2 separate regions of the Ovis aries genome follow, and region 2 is linked to region 1. The links are chromatin contacts, called in public Hi-C maps. All regions are on one chromosome and are shown on one strand. Each heading gives the region's core, a stretch centred on a gene start, on an enhancer-like site or on the middle of the called end of the contact. The rest is flanking DNA. Distances are from core to core; before and after follow the strand shown. Region 1 has its middle 13 kb from the start of CDH20. Region 2 overlaps CDH20 (cadherin 20).

Evidence for each region. Hi-C and Micro-C count contacts between places; a contact is called where the count stands out from the background.
Region 2: a Hi-C map of hypothalamus shows a contact between it and region 1, with 5 times the contacts expected there. The contact joins two enhancer-like sites. A contact is called at or near these places in 3 of 16 Hi-C or Micro-C datasets (hypothalamus, muscle and tail adipose tissue).

What each region holds. Positions count from the first base shown.
Region 1 is chr23:60,185,674-60,188,179 of ARS-UI_Ramb_v3.0, forward strand. No RefSeq gene overlaps it. Among named protein-coding and RNA genes, the nearest start is that of CDH20, 13 kb to the right of the region's middle. Within about 2 kb of position 1,253, at least 2 of the 54 cell types and tissues checked have an H3K27ac peak or open chromatin away from gene starts, as enhancers often do. A contact at or near this core is called in hypothalamus, where this site is marked.
Region 2 is chr23:60,376,013-60,378,518 of ARS-UI_Ramb_v3.0, forward strand. It overlaps CDH20 (cadherin 20), which reads left to right. Exons shown (of 12, transcript XM_027960778.3): 5 at 1,841-2,008. Among named protein-coding and RNA genes, the nearest start is that of TRNAC-ACA, 140 kb to the left of the region's middle. Within about 2 kb of position 1,254, at least 7 of the 54 cell types and tissues checked have an H3K27ac peak or open chromatin away from gene starts, as enhancers often do. A contact at or near this core is called in hypothalamus, where this site is marked.

The DNA.
Region 1 (2,506 bases), core at 3-2,502:
TCTGCTTGCAAATCAGATGGAGTTGCCATTGCTCTACTTCTTTTCTGTATCAGCTTCATCCTATATATAAATCTTCCTTTATTGCTCTTTGATTTCTGTTATTCATGCTCTAATTTCCTCATTGTTTTCCTATACAAATAAATTTCTTCTTTGAAAGCCTTTAATCTCATCCCCTATCTTGCAAACATTCTCTCTCTTGCTGAATGAAGACATTCCCACCCTTCCATGATTTTTTAAACAGAGTTTCAGCTTTTACGTATTCTGAAGTGAGCTTATTCCTCCACCATAGATATTAATTAAATTTTCCTGATTCTTCTAATTAACTTGACTTTTATCTTTTGAAGGACAATGCATTATTCATTCAGAGGTTAGGAAACTTTTTTCCAAAAAACATTTATTTACTGTCTCTGTCTAGTAAACACTGTACTAGATATTTGAGCTAGACAGATGATGGAGAGACCTGTCACATGTACTGCGGAGCTAGATGAGCCAAGAATCAGCTGAATCCAATGAAACATGTACCTCTAGGGAGGCTGGCCCAAGAGGTATCCATTGATAAGGAGTGATCAAAGAGTTCCCCAAATAAAAGGAAGTGAAATGTTGAAAATGGAGCTGAACTCTGCCCATTAGCATACCACAGAGAGAGCAGTAAAGGGGACAGGAGAGGGCAATCATTGGCTTTTTAACTGTATTTCCAAATGTAATTCCAAATTCCAGCCCATTCCTGGCCAGACACGTAATCCTCTTGACAAGTGTTTTCAAACCACGCGTCTGGTTTCTTACTCTGCAAGACCCTGCCCCATTCCACACCTCACCCGGCTCTCCTCCAGCAGACAGCTTCCCGGACTTCCCACCTTGCTGAGTTATTTCTCTTTCAGAAGCCACGAAGGCACGGGTGACTTTTCTTAGTTCCCAGCTTCCTCCTCGCTCCTCCGGTTTCTCTCCTTGATGCTTACCTCAGGGATTGGGGCCCACGCTCTGCCGATTAATCACCGTCCCTGCCTTGGGTCTCCCTGCTGGTGACAGCCACAGGTCTCGCCTCTCCTTTCCCCCTCTGCAGACCCATGGCTTCTAGAGCAGTGGATTCTCAGCTGTTTTGTTCAGCAGGAACTCTCCTACCGGCACTGCCCTGGACAGCTCTTCCGGCCCCTCTCTGTAGTCCTCGCTGCCCTTCGCATGTCTGGCTTCCCTCCCCGTCAACGCCTTGTTAGTTTCCCGTCTTTTCTGCGGCCCCTCATCCTGTCTCGCCTTCCACCTCTAGGTGGCGCAGCTGCATCGGGAAGCGCAGGGGGCAGGAGCTTTAGCCCTTTAAGGTCTCATTCCAGACGGTCCTCCCAGACGGTCCTCCCAAACGGCCGCAGACTCGCCCTTCTTCCTCACACAGACTCTAAGCCTTCCACATAAAGAATCACCACTGGGTCCTTGTTCTCCACACCTGAAAGACTTCTGCTAACAGCATATTTACTGGAATAATTTCTTAAACTGTGCCCATAATCCATTTGTCTTTGGGCTCTGGTAAAACCAGTTAAGCTTGGTAAACCTCACTGTCCTTGTCTGTGGGGATAGGAATAGTAGCTACCTTAAACTGTGATGATGCAAGTTAAATATGTATACAAATGTTAGGCACCGTCTCAGTCCCATAGTAAACAAGAGAAAAACGCCACATCGAGATATTATTAGATGGAGAAACAATAGAAACAGTGAGAGACTTTATTTTCTTGGGCTCCAAAGTCACTGCAGATGGTGATGCAGCCATGAAATTAAAAGACGCTTGCTCCTTGGAAGAAAAGCTATGACCAACCTAGACAGCATATGGAAAAGCAGAGACAGTACTTTGCCGACAAAGGACCATCTAGTCAAGGCTATGGTTTTTCCAGTGGTCATGTATGGATGTGAAAGTTGGACCATAAAGAAAGCTGAGAATCCAAGAGTTGATGCTTCTGAACTGTGGTGTTGGAGAAGACTCTTGAGAGCCCCTTGGACTGCAAGGAGATCCAACCAGTCCATCCTAACGAAAATCAGTCCTGAATATTCATCGGAAGGACTGATGTTGAGGCTGAAACTCCAATACTTTGGCCACCTGATGTGAAGAGCTGACTCATTGGAAAAGACCCTGATGCCGGGAAAGATTGAAGGTGGGAGGAGAAGGGGACGACAGAGGATGAGATGGTTGGATGGCATCACTGACTCAATGGACATGAGTTTGAGTAAACTCTGGGAGTTGGTGATGGACAGGGAGGCTTGGCGTGCTGCAGTCCATGGAGCTGCAAAGAGTCGGACACAACTGAGCGACTGACCTGAACTGAACTGAACTGAGATGTTACTACCATTGGCGCCATCATCAGTTCTGTCGTGTACCAACTGCAGTCCTTCTTTGTTAGGTGAAAATTCCTGGAATGCCATTCTAACTCCATCTTCCCTGAGTTTTGGTTCCCTGTCCCCAAATACTCTTTTTCTTTTCCAAAAATATCTCCATCCCCAAAGAAGCCCCAATTGCTCCTACTGT
Region 2 (2,506 bases), core at 4-2,503, 190 kb after region 1:
CCCAACAATCTTGTAAACTTGTAAAATATATGGAAGCATTATTACTTCATTTTACATACGGGAAAATTAACATACGGACCTAAGAGTAATTCACAAAAAAACTTGAGTCAAGAAACTTACAGCCACAGAGACAAAGTCAAGGCCAAAACTCAAAGTCATCTTTTTACATGAAATAGAAAAAACACATTTTATTAGCAACCTGATAGAATTTTTTCCAGAAGTCCTCAGGGGAACCAGGCATTCAGAAAATTATGTCATAAAAGTAGAGAGTATAAATTAGTAGGAGGAAAGAAAAAAAGGTTCCAGTTAGGGATTTCTATAAAATACTAATTTTCACCATTCTACAAATGGAGGGAGGGACCATGAGGGGCTGCCCACAGGGAGGGAAAATACAGACAGGAAGAGGGTAATATGTCCTTTACATCGTTAAGAGGAAACTTACATTATTTTGACAGCTCCCAAGGGGCATCTATAGTGTTAAGGTGAAAAATACATAAAAAGATAGTTACTGCCATGCCCCGGGGGCATTTATAACAAGAAAACACTGCGCATTTCACTTTAGACTGTTGCTGCTGTGACGCGACATGTACATTACAGGAGTGAGGCTTGTGGTTCCCCATTTCTCCCCTGGCATGCAAAGGTCTGCTGAGCCAAGGGCCAAACGTGCAGTAAACAAGCCTTAATCTTTGCCTAGAGAGCACAGAAGTCAACTTTTCTAAGTGGAAGCGTTACAAGGAAGATCAAACACGCCCACACATCCTTGGCAGGATCCAAACGACACATTTCACAGGATTCTGACTTAGACCCCTCTCCCTAAATGGAAGCTCATTATTATACCCTGATGATACACACCATCTGGGCAAGTTCATCTCTCATGGTGTTAACAATGAACATCTCAGAGCAGCTCCTATGTCTTGAGTCACAGAATGCAGTGAAGCACAGAGGTAGGCAGAGCCTAATAAAACAGACTGAACAGACAACAAAAGGAAGAGCAACTCTGAATTCCACCCCTGCTTCCAGGCCCTGGGGAGGCAGGAGAAAGCAGCCTGGGAATGAGGCTGCTGGAAAGAGACCCTCACACTAGTAGGGCTCCAGCGACTGGAGAGAGAGCTGAAGGAGAAGAATCTAAACTCGCAGACTTGCAGACGATGAGGCTTTGCTTTCCCACCTGAAGCCGTTTGTTGGGTGAGACGGAGCAGCCCTGAAGTCGCTGCAGACCCACAGGTCCCAGGTCTGCTAGAGGGCCTCTGCTGCCACCTCCTGGTCCTTCCCGGGAATGCGCGGTAGGAACCAGCCCGCCAGGCCCGACTCCATGGAGAGGGGTCTCAGCGAGCTCGAGGAGTTGCTGGTGGACAGGGAGGCCTGGCATGCTCTGGTCCATGGGGTCGTGAAGAGTCGGACACGACTGAGCAACTGAACTGAGCTGAAGTCCTTCCGGCTGGAACAATCTTTACTCATTAACCCTCTGATTAAGCACAGCGTTGTTTTTTTTTTTTTAAGCTGGGGATTCCCTGATGGCTCCACTGATAAAGAATCTGTGTGCAATGCAGGAGGGGCCGGTTCGATCCCTGGGTTGGGAATATCCCTTGGACAGGGAAATGGCAGCCCACTCCAGTATTCTTGCCAGGGAAATCCCACGGACACAGGAAACTGGCCGGGTACAGACCATGGGGTCGCAGAAAGTTGGACACGACTGAGCTAAAACGGCATTCTGACCTCAAGTGTAATGAAACAGGTGCCTTGCATCCCTGACAAGGCACAGGGAGGAGCCTAGAGCCCAGTCTTTAAAACAGGACAGGTGGCTCTGCTTTTAAAAACAAAGCCCGTTTCTCTCCTGCAGGTGTGATTAGGACCGCGCTCACGAACATGGATCGAGAGGCCAAGGAGTACTACGAGGTGATCATCCAAGCCAAGGACATGGGAGGGCAGCTCGGAGGGCTGGCGGGCACCACGACTGTCAACATCACCCTCTCGGATGTCAACGATAACCCGCCCCGCTTCCCCCAGAGTGAGTACCCAACCGGCGAGAGTGCCGCTGTCAAGGCAGAGCAGCGGCGACGGAGGCGAAAGACAAAGGCCGCTCTGAGCCCCTCTTGAGTTCAATTATTCCTGGGTTCCTTTTGGGCATTTATCATGCAATCCTCACATCACCATTTCCCTCCTAGGTCCAACTTCCCAGGGCACTAAACCAGCGTTTCTCTGTTTTTCACTATCACCTCCCTCCGGAGCCCTGTTAGACCCTTTTCTTCCTTGAGTGTCATGCCCTGACCGCTCCCCTCATACAGCTAAATATTAAGCAAGAAGATTTTGTTGGGTAGGGATGAACTTTAGATTTGTAATATCTAAGTTTTTTTCACCTCTCTCCAACAAGAATCGATTTTTTGTACCTGTTGAGAATGCACGCAGGGAGACTAAGCCAAAGCTTGAGGTGAACGTAGTGACCCGTCGGATCACTTAACCCCTCGATTCACAGCAGGTACTGAGTGCTTGCTTTGTAAGGGCCCTG